Linked DNA regions of Oryctolagus cuniculus: region 1 is linked to region 2. The links are chromatin contacts, called in public Micro-C maps. All regions are on one chromosome and are shown on one strand. The core of a region is the stretch at or near the end of the contact, and the rest is flanking DNA. Distances in the headings are between cores, read along the strand shown. Region 1 overlaps S100A3 (S100 calcium binding protein A3). Region 2 holds the start of S100A16 (S100 calcium binding protein A16).

What was found. Hi-C and Micro-C count contacts between places; a contact is called where the count stands out from the background.
Region 1: a Micro-C map of ear pinna shows a contact between it and region 2, with 2.0 times the contacts expected there. The contact joins the enhancer-like site here to the promoter of S100A16 in region 2. A contact is called at or near these places in 2 of 6 Hi-C or Micro-C datasets (ear pinna and skin fibroblasts).

The regions. Positions count from the first base shown.
Region 1 is chr7:44,734,500-44,740,116 of mOryCun1.1, forward strand. The region is part of intron 1 of S100A3 (S100 calcium binding protein A3); the gene reads left to right. Among named protein-coding and RNA genes, the nearest start is that of S100A5, 22 kb to the right of the region's middle. Within about 2 kb of position 3,427, at least 4 of the 8 cell types and tissues checked have an H3K27ac peak or open chromatin away from gene starts, as enhancers often do. A contact at or near this core is called in ear pinna, where this site is marked.
Region 2 is chr7:44,694,138-44,699,379 of mOryCun1.1, forward strand. S100A16 (S100 calcium binding protein A16) reads left to right here and starts at 3,233. Exons shown (of 3, transcript XM_051857287.2): 1 at 3,233-3,452. The region is part of intron 1 of S100A3 (S100 calcium binding protein A3); the gene reads left to right. It overlaps S100A14 (S100 calcium binding protein A14), which reads left to right. Exons shown (of 4, transcript XM_002715505.5): 1 at 1-128; 2 at 460-569; 3 at 944-1,090; 4 at 1,239-1,958. The coding sequence starts at 540. The coding sequence ends at 1,376.

The sequences.
Region 1 (5,617 bases), core at 2,177-4,676, 41 kb after region 2:
GCCAGGGTGGAGGCCAGAGGAGTCTGGGAGCAGGATGATGGGACAGAGCCAAGGGCAGTTAGAAAGGGGAAGCAACAGGACAGCTGGGCGGACAGCTGATTGGCAGTAGAGGCGGGAGGGGGACGGCTAAGCTTCCGGTTTGGGTCACTGGGTGGATGGTGGTGGGCTTTTTGTTTTTTATTTGAAAGTGAAATCTCCCTCTTAATTTTTATTTATGCTATTTACTTGAAAGGGAAAGGGATCATCCATCTGCTGGGTCACTCCCCGAATGTCTGGAACAGCCAGGGCTGGGCCAGGAGCTCCATCAAAGTCTCCCACATGGATGGCAGACACCCAAGGACGTGAGCCATCGCCGCTGCCTCCCAGGGTGCACATTAACAGGAAGCTGGAATTAGAAGCAGGGCTGGGGACTGGCCCCCTGGCAGGGTCATTCCACCACCTGCAACACCAGCATTCCATTTGGGCACCGGTTGGAGATCTGGCAGTTCCACTTCCAACCCAGCTCCCTGCTAATGTACCTGGGAAAGCAGCAGGGGATGGCTCAAGTGCTTGGGCCCCTACACCCACATGGGAAACCCAAAAGAAGCTTCTGGCTCCTGGCTTCAGATCAGCCCAGCTCTGGCCATTGCAGCCATTTGAGGAGTAAATCTGCGGATGGAAGGACCCCCCCCCCCCATAACTTTGCCTTTTAAATAAATAAATAAATCTTAAAAAAAAAAAAAAAAAAAAGGAAAAAGAGGAGCTGGGCCTTGAACCCAGGCACTCTGCCGTGGGATGCAGCATTGCGACTGAACTGCTGCACCACATGCCCGCCCCTAGGTGGTGATGTTCCTTATGGCACGGGGAGTGGGGGGGAGGAGTGGGGGGAACTCCGGGAGTTCCGGGAGCCAAGGCAGGTTTCTTCTACGGTTATTTTAAATTCTGGCCTGAGGGCATTTGATGGCCAGAGGAAGAGAAGCAGGAAGCAGAGAGGTGGAGACAGGGCCCCACCAGAGAGGTGGAGACAGGGCCCCGAGCCCCGGAAGAGGCCGGGAGAGGACACCAATGGGCAGGGACCAAGGCTGCTGTGAGCGGGAATGGGAATCTCATGGAAGGGGCCTCACACTGTGACCGTCTGCATCCAAGCCAGGTCTCCTTGCCTCACTTTATTTTGTTTCATTTTATTTGAGAGAGAGAGCACCTTTGTCCACTGGTTCACTTCCCAAATGTGGGATGCATGGCAGGCCAAAGCCCAGAGCCGGGAACTCAGTCCAGAGTTCCAGTACCTGAGCCGTCACCTGCCGCCTCCCGGGATGGGCATGAGCAGGAAGCTGGAGCTAGGAGCCCTGCTGGGGTGGGGGCTGAACGCAACGCCCGCCTGATTGCTAATCAGGTGAGCGCCCGGTGAAGCACCCTGCACACTGTAGGTGCTGCACAGCAGGGGAGTGCACGGACCCACCGCCAGGGGCTAATCCGGAGTGACCCGGCCGGTGGGCAAGGCGGGGTGGTGGTCACGCCGGAGGGCACTGTACTAGGTCTCGTGAATAATGCAGTTTGGTGAGAGATTTCAAAGCTTATTTTTGCGCGCAAAGGGTAATAAAGAGATCTTTCTGGTGACGGCATCTGGGTTCAGAGATGCGGCCACGAGGTCACCCCTGACTCAGAGCTGACGCCGCCGCCGCCAGGACTTCCACCTGGACCCAAGCTCCTTTCTGCAGGGAACCCTCGGATCCCAGGCGAAGGCCGTGGGGGGAGACCCTGGCAGCGCAGCCCTGTCCCACACCTTAACCCTCTCCTCTCCGACCCCGAGGCTGTGAGCACACTTCCGAGGTCTCAGAAGCTCACCTGGGCTTTCCAGCAGGGACTGCCCAGGAAAGCCCTTCTGTGCGGGGCAGGTGTGCGGGCGTGGGCGTGGGAAGGCTCCCTGGAGATGAATCAGCACCCCTGCCTCCTGGTGAGTCAGCAGGAACGCGGCCCGGGAAGGGCTGGCGGCAGGCGGGCCGGCACCACGGCCAGGGGAACCGGGAGAGCAGACGCCAGCGCCGCAGCCACGCTCCTCGACCACCAGGGGGCGCAAGCCCGTCGGGCAGAACCCAGCAGGCCGCCCGCGCGAAACCGGCGCTGCGGTGGCGCCACGCAGCTTGGCAGGGTCACCGCCTTGCATGTTCCACGGCCTGACTGTATCCTGACTTCTGTGCTTCGTAGAGAACTGGAGACTGTCCCAGCCGGTGTAGTGACTCTGTGCCCAACTGTCTCCTGCGCTGGGGCATGGAGGTGCCCAAGATCCCGGCAAGTCCCAGCAAAGTAGTGTGGCTGGCACCAGCGTGGGGCGCGTGGCCGTCTGACGGGCCTGCCTGTTAGCTTCAGTCCCTGGTCACGGCTGGCTTCAGGGGCTGCCCTGGTGTCTGACAGAACAAGGACAGGAGCCTCGGCCATTTTAGGTTTTTGCCTGAAAGTAGAGAAGATGCCATTTTACCCCTTGCCCTGGCCTTCTTCCAAGAGACACGCCCTGTATTGTTCACCCCACCTCCTGCATTCTTCTCCTGGTTTGAAAGCCGGTGTGGAAACCTGAAAAACCTGTAGGGAGAAACTCACCTCCGTCTCTAACCCTCAGCCCACCCTGAGCTAGGTACGGCCTGGCCCACTGAGGACTGGCCCTCTGCCAGTTGGTCACCCACCTCTGCGAATTTATATTTCTTGAATAAATTCCTCTGGGTTGTGTGTCCGTATCCTGTCTCCTCTGTGTTCTGCGCCCCTTTTCCTTACAGTCAGCCCCCCCCCCCCGTTTCTGTTTTCCCTGTCCCCCCAGCCCCACCCCTGTTTTGCTTTCTCTCTCTGACTGCTTCTCTGACCTTCCCGGTTCTCTGGGCTCCCTCACTGGTCCCTGGGGAAGGAAGCTTCCTGCAGTGACTCCATGGAGCCCTGATTTCCACCCTGGGGTCTCAGCAGCACCCTGGGCCCCAGAAGAGACCTTGCTGTTGGGTGGTGTGGTTTCAGGAGGCGAGAAGGACCCTAAAGAGTGCCCCCTGCCCTTTGGTAACCATCAAGCTGGCTGGCACCCAGTGTGGCCGCTCCCGTTGCTCATGCCGGAGGAGTGAGACTGGGTCCCGGGGTGGGTGAGCTCACCGTGAGGGGGTGAGGACGAGAGAAGACAAGATGCCTGAGGATGCAGGCTGAGGGCGGGGGTGGGGTGGGGTGGGGGGAGAGCCCTGCGTGGGACAGGCAGGTGGAGGCCTGGTCTGGTGGGACCCTGGAGGGCTCCCTGAGGTCCCTGGAATTTAGCTGGCCTTTGCAGGCTCTCCACGGGAGGAGATGAGGCGTGGGTGCGTGGGGCACCTTCTGAGACCCAGGGCCTTGGCCCTCATTGTGTCCCACCCTGCCCAGCCCAGGGTCCAGTGGTGAAGGGTCTCCGTGCTAGTGCTCTGGGGCCCAGGCTTCCGGCTGCTGCTGCCTTGGCCCCAGGGGACAAGGGCGGTGCCGGCTGAGTCACTGCCTGGGCATCTGAGGCTGGGTGAGTCACCTTGGCCGGGAGGGGAAAGAAGCTGCTTCCCATCTGCTGGGGGGAGGGGAACTGGGCCCACAGGAAGGGCGGTGCCCAGATGGGCCGGGGTGGACGAAGAGCAGAAGGACCCTGGGCGTGTGTGTGCGTGTGTGTGTGTGTGTGTGTGTGTACTGTTCTCTACCCAAGTCCCTCCCGGGGTGGGGGCATGTAGGGGTGGGAGGAACACACCCGCTTGCCCTCCAGGTTGGAGCAAAGGAGGCCCAGGTGCTCCTGTTCCCCCCTCGGCCCCTCCCGGCCTCCTTACACGCCACACAGCCAACATTTGTTTCCCAGCTGTGTCTGCATGCCGAGCAATCCCATGGTTCCCTGCGAGGTGCCCTGAGCACACCCAAGGCACCCCTTTCCTCACCAAGAGGGGTGTGGTGCCGGCCATTAAAAAGAACTTTGGGGAGGGCGTTTGGCATCGTGGTTAAGTCCCTGTGCCCTGTATCACCGTGCCTGGTTCGAGCCCCAGCTGTTCCACTGCCAGTCCAGCTTCCTGCTAATGTACACCCTGGCAGGCAGGCGATGGCTGGAGTGTCTGGGTCCCTGCCACCTTGTGCGAGACCTGGGTTGAGTTCCTGGCTCCTGGCTTTGGCCTGGCCCAGCTCTGGCTATTGCAGGCATTTAGGGAGTGAACCAGTGAATGGAAGACCTCTTTCTCTCTCTGTTTATCTCTCTGTGTCTCACTGCCTTTCAAATTCAATGAAAAGAAATCAGTAAAAATTAAAAAACCCCATGTTTCCCGCACCCGACATCATCACCTGTGCTCCCAGCTACCTTCTCTAGCTCTCAGCTTTCTCAGGGTGGCCCCAAGCTGTTCTTGCCTGTCTCTCTGTGTGTCTCACACACGCACACACACGTGCACATACATGAACACACATGTATACACACGAGTAGGAGTGCAGGGCCCAGGTGTTCCCACCTCTCTTTGTGCGTCTCTCAATACATGTACACACATGTGCACATACATGCACACACATGCACAGGAGTGCAGGGCTTAGGTGTTCCTGCCTCCCTGTGTGTCTCACATACATGTACACACACGTGCACACACATGCGTAGGAGTGCAGAGCTCAGGTGTTCCCAGCTGCTCCAGGCTCTGACACTGGAGAGAGCCGACCCAGGATGTCACAGAACAAGAGCTTCCACGCCCCGTGACAAGGCTGCCAGGACACCTCCTGCCCCCTGCTCTGGCTCGGGTGGGCTCCACGCTGCTCTTGGCCTGGCCTGGAACCTCCTCCAGCTGGAGGCAGAGCTGGAGAGAGCACGGGTGGGGCCGCAGGAGGCTAGCTCTGGTGGGAGCGAGTTAGGACAAGTTTGGTTTCCTTGAAACGCCAGTTGGAAGCCAATGAAGGTGGGGCCTAAATCCCCACGGGCCCTGGCCGGCGGTCCTTCCTGGTCTCTCTGCCATGTGGGCGGGGCGGGGAGGACCCCATCTTGGCCTGGTCTCCACAGTGTTCTCATGCTGGCTCTCTTGGTGGGATCAGCCTGGGGCCTCTCTGGATCTTTCCTATTTGGGGGACCCCCCGTGAAGTGACAGTTTGAGGGGTCCTTTTCCAGCTTCGTCAATGGGTTCTCAGCTTAGAGGTTGCTCTGAGCTGTCTCTTAGGGTCTCAGTCTGGGGGCCCTTCTCTGGGGGTCATGCAAGGCGTTTAACGCCAACCCTGCTTGTTTTTGCTTTTCACAATGTCCTAGATTCTAGCAGGACTAAGGACAAGAGACGGGGTCCTGGGCGCTGGGGTCCTGGGTGCCGGCCCCTGCCTGGTCCGGGCCCCCTGCCTGGTCCGGGCCCCGCCCACTGCTGCCTCCTCCCTCCCACCTCACTGAGGGCAGGGCTGGCAGAGGAGGGCCCGCGGCTTTCCCTGCCTCTGCACCAGCTCCCCTACCCTCACCCCGGGACCCCTGCTAGCCTTTGAGGGCTGATCTGAGCAGCTCAGAGATGGGGCCTGGGAAAGGGTGACCTCTGAGGCCTGCCCTTGTGCCCCGGATTCCGCCCTCATCCCCAGGACGCTTAACTTGGTTTCCTTCTGAGCCCAGCGGAATCCTTCCTGGTGGGGAGGGAGTTCAGCTACCTTCTCCCCACCTGGGCTGTGG
Region 2 (5,242 bases), core at 1,983-4,482:
GCGGCTGCAATGGCAGGGGTGGCTCAGAGATGAGGCCCAGCCCCCTGCCTCCCCTCCCTTCCCCCAGGTATAAGAGCTGAGCTCAGGTGAGCTGGCTCCTCCCGTCCCGTCTCAACGGCTGCCAGCAGGTAAGGAGGCCTGAGGTTTTCACTCAGAAGGGCTGCCCCTGTCCCGGGAGCACATCGAGCCTCTCCTACCCTTGGCTGCCCCCGGGAGAGCTGGGGACCGGGCTCCTGGAGGGTGGGTGCGGAGGGAGCGTGTTTCAAATACAGGTGGGTTGTTGGCAAAAGTGGAAACAGCGAGGCCAGGGTGGGGCCTGGGGGATTCCCTCTAAATGGGTTCGCCTGGGCGCTGTGCCTTTACGTCCTGGAGCCCGGGCAGGGGCTGAGCCTGTGTGGAGTGCTGTCTGAGCCTCTGGGTGAGGTGCCCCCCCTCACCTGAGGCCCCCCCCTCCTCTAGGCAGATCATGAGCCATCAGCTCCTCTGGGGCACTCTGTAGGACAGCAGAACTCTCCAAGGGACCCAGCGCAGTGGGCACCATGGGCCAGTGCCGGTCAGCCAATGCCGAGGTAGGCCTGCTCACTCCCAGCCTTCCTCTTCCTGCACTGCCCTCCTGCCTCCTGCCTCCACTGACTTCTGCCCCTTCCTCCGGCCTTGCCCTGCACCCCAGCTCTGATGCCCACACAGGGTGATGCGGATGGAGTCCTCCTGGCACTTGCTGGAACCTGCCCTGCCTGGGGGGGCTGGGGTAGTGGGAGGAGAGCCTTGCCCAACCTCTGGCTTGGGGCAGAGGCTGCTGTGGCTTGGAGGCCGGGGTGGGGGTGGGGGAGAGTGTTCTGGGCTCTGGAGTGGGCGGGCACCCCGCGTGCCTTCCAGCTATCTCCTGCCGTGCCAGGGAAGCAAGGTGTCCTAGGGTAAACTGGGTGATGTGCCCTGCCCTCAGGATGCCCAGGAATTCAGTGACGTGGAGAGGGCCATCGAGACCCTCATCAAGAACTTCCACCAGTACTCCGTGGAGGGTGGGAAGGAGACACTGACCCCCTCCGAGCTCCGGGACCTGGTCACCCAGCAGCTGCCCCACCTCATGCCGGTACTGAGGGACTGGACCCTTGCCCCAAGCCACTGCCCAAGACCCCACCCACACAGGCACTGAGGTCCTGGGCCAGCCCCTGGGGAAGGGTGGGGCCGGTGGATCTGCAGGTGCTGCCTGGCTGAGCTGTGATGTCTTCCCTCCCCAGAGCAACTGTGGGCTGGAAGAGAAGATTGCCAACCTGGGCAACTGTAACGATGCCAAACTGGAGTTCGGGAGTTTCTGGGAGCTGATTGGCGAAGCCGCCAAGAGCGTGAAGCAGGAGAGCCCCGTCCCTGGGAGTTGAGGCTATCCCCCTGGGGTGCCTGGGGGGTGTTGGGAAGAGGGGACCTCGAGACTGTGAGCCTGGGAATAAAACTTCTCTCCACCACCACCCTGTTCCCCAGCCTGCAGCGCCTCTCACCTCTGCCAGGTGTGGCTCCGCAGCAGTCTACCCCAGGAGCTCTGTGCTCTTCCCCCTGGGTGCTCCGTGGGGTGTCCACTGGCGGGAGGCATGGCTGTGGGCTGGGGCTGGAGATGGGGGGACCTTGGAGGGTGGAGAGGAGAGGGCTGCGGGACATAGTTTGGAGGCAGGGGCTGGGGCTGCGGCTGGAAAGATGGTACTGAAAAGGGTCTTTGGGAACCAACCCTCCCAACCTCTTCCCTTCCTGTCTGTCCAGTGCTGTCCCTGTCTGCCTCCAGCCCTGCCCCCACTTCCTCCCAGGGCTCCATCCCTGGGCCGGGGCAGGGGAAATGGGGAGCAGGATGGGAGGAGAGGATGAGGAGGGAGTGCCTTTGGGGTGAGAGGACTGGCTGGGTGCTTGGACATTTACGGAATGATGGTTGTTTTATATCATTTGATTAATAAAAAAATAGAAAAATTAACAAATGTTGTCTTTTTTTTAAGATTTATTTTATTTATTTGGAAGGGTTACAAAGAGACAGAGAGGTCTATCCGCTGGTTCACTTCCCAAATGGCCGCAATGGCTGGAGCTGAACCGACCCAAAGCCAGGAGCCAGGAGCTTCTTCTGGGTCTCCCACATGGGAGCAGGGGCCCAAGGACCTGGGTCATCCTCTGATGCTTTCCCAGATGCATTAGCAGGGAGCTGGATTGGAAGTGGAGCAGCCAGGATTCAAACCAGCACCCTTATGGGATGCTGGCACTGCAGGCTGGGGCTTTAACTCGCTGCACCACAGAGCTGGTCCCACAAATGCTGATTGGATGCTTCTTCCTCCAGACTCCACAGACGAGAGGGTGGCAGTGGTTTTTAGGGGCAGTGAATTAGGACTCACTTTTCACCTGTATCTGGGTTGGGGATGGTACCAGGCCTCACAGGTGGCAGAACCAGTCCTGTCCAAGGCATGGGCTGCTCTCAGCCACAGGGCTGGTCCTCTGGCAAGAACTGAGGCCTAGGGGACACACCTGGGAAGGACATGAACCCAGGTGTCTTGGCCTGGGTTTGCATCCCAGCTCTGCCACTTACGTGTCTTTGAGACTCTGGGCGTGCCCTAGGGTACCAGTTTCCTCATCTGTGAAATGGGGATATGAAGGGACTTCCTCACAGGCTGGTTAGGAGGATGAGCATGGGGCACCCTGCCCTGTGAAGAACTTAGAGAGTCTGACACACAGCTGATGCCTGTGAGTGGGGGCCAGGGAGCCCCTACTCTGGGGTCAGGGCTGCCCCAGGACAGCGGGAGGCGGAGCTGCCAGTCTCCTGGGGTACCTAGGGAAAGGGTTCCCAGAGGAGTCCTCCTTTGCGCCTGGGAGGTCTTTGTGATGGGGGTGTGTATCAGGAGAGTTTTCTGTTGGACTGGACTGGAGATGGGAGACCAGGAAGCCAGCCTCTGGGCGCTGATGACCGCCTCTGACCTGAGCCCACGGAAATCAGGCACTGCTCCTGAAATCCCAACAATGGGGAAGTTTCTGTGGCCAGTTAGGGCTGGCCTGGAATGCTAACTGCACTTGTCTGTTACCTGGCTCTCAGGGATCCAGGTGAGAAGGGCAGGTGACAGGTGACAGGTGACAGTGCTTCCCGTCCCCTCTGCACCTGGTTGCTTCTGCTCCTGCCCTGCAGAGCAAGGAGGGTGGGGTTGGGGGAGTGCCAGCTTCCACCACTCCCTCTGGGGTGGGGGTAGAGGGGTGTGATAAAAGGTGTGTATCCCTTTAACAAGGGCCCAACCCCAGGGCCAAGTCAAGAGGGAGCTCAGTCACTATCTCCCCACCGAGCCAGCTCAGCCAGGCAGGGCTGGGGAGGGAGTGGGACAGATTCTGGGAGTGCAGTGGGGAGGAGTCCTGGCTGGGCTGAGCTCGGGGAGCTGCTTGGCAGTGTCAGAGCCCAGGCCCCAGAGCCCTGCTGGAGAGGAGGTGGACAGAGGAGGCAGGTGAGCACCCCAGGCCTGCCCTGGGAGGGACCCCGCGGGCTTGGGAGGCCAGGAGAAGTGACAGTGAGGGGTTCTGGGGAGAGGGGCCTGGCCGAGGCCCGGCAGGAAGGTTTTGTTAATTATTAACTTTCCTCCAAGGCCACTCTGGGAATGGGGAGTCCCGGGGGCTGGCAGAGGCCTTCCAAGGAGTGAATAGGGTGGCAAGACCCCCTCTCGGGGCCAGCAACCGCCTGGGCTCCTCTCCAGGGGCTAGGCCACTGGGCAGAGCGTTTGGGAGCTCTGCCCGCAGCGGCTCCGTCCTCCCCAGACAGAAATGGGCAAACGCACACCGGTGGGGGGCTGAGGGGTAGCCAGGCCTTGCCGCAGGCCTCACCGTGCCCTGGGAGAGGTGATGGGGCCCGGGAGGGCCCAGGGAGGCCGAGAACGCGGGCAGCGGGGGCAGGGGCTGAGGCGGCCTCTCTTCCACCCCGCGCCCTGGGCAGGTCCCGGAAGCGGGCCCCATTGTGCTCCCGGAGCTGTTCCTTGGGAGGGACCTGGGTGAGGCCCTGGGGAAGCCTGGGAGCTCCCCAGGAGAGGGTGAGGGAGAGGGGCGGAATCTCCAGCCCTGCAGCTTCTCCAGCTTACGATCCAGGCAGGTCGTGGCTTGAAGCCTTGATTGGCAGAGGCACCAGGTGTTAGGAGGCTGCCCCTGCCCTGCAGGTTGTGGGGGTGAGGGCAGGGGGGCTGGCGAGCCGGCTGCAGCCTTTCCCCACCCACTAGTAAAGTGCTCTGTGCTGGTGAGGCCAGGGGAGCCATGTGTCTGTGTGTCTGCTCCCAACTTCTCCGACTTCACTGGTCTCAGAGAACTTTTCTGAGGATCTGGCTTCTTGATACAAAAGCAGCAGGGGGTGGGAGGTAGCTGGCTTATCCAGGGGTGGCAGCGTGTCTTGCTATGTGTGTGTGTGAGAATTAGATGCAGGGAGCCCTGTGAGGCAGGGAGGGCTGAGGCAGGTGCACCTGTGTGAACCCTGAGCCTCGTTCAAGTGGAAAGAAAGGTTGAGAGGGAGCAGGGTGCAGGGCTGCGGAGACTGGGGAGATGGGTTTGGAACAATCTTGCAAATCGAGACAGCAGTGCCAGCCCAGCTGGGATTGAGCCTCTGTGTATATCGAAGGCAGCTGGGACACACGAGTGGGTCAAGAGGGAATGACTGGCCGGTGCCGTGGCTCAATAGGCTAATCCTCCGCCTTGCGGCGCCAGCACACTGGGTTCTAGTCCCGGTCGGGGCGCCGGATTCTGTCCTGGTTGCCCCTCTTCCAGGCCAGCTCTCTGCTATGGCCCCGGGAGTGCAGTGGAGGATGGCCCAAGTGCTTGGGCCCTGCACCCGCATGGGAGACCAGGAGAAGCACCTGGCTCCTGGCTTCGGATCAGCACGATGCGCTGGCTGCAGGGCGCCGTCCGTGGCGGCCATTGGAGGGTGAACTAACGGCAAAGGAAGACCTTTCTCTCTCTCTGTCCACTCTGCCTGTCAAAAAAAAAAAAAAAAAAAAAAAGAGGGAATGACTGAGAGAATGAATAAGTGATTCAATGAACAGACAAGCAAATGAATGATGGAGACATGAGGCAGGTGGAAGGGGCAAAGAGGATGGGCCTTTCAGCTTGGGCTCTGGAGAGAACAGAGGCTTGGGGAGAGGAGCCCATGGGCACATCCCAACACTTGGGAACAAGCAAAGACCCCAGCATGTCATGGGAAGAGAACGTCAGCTTTGCAGGGGTCAGGGGCTGGGGGCTGGAGAGGTGGGGGTGGCTAGCA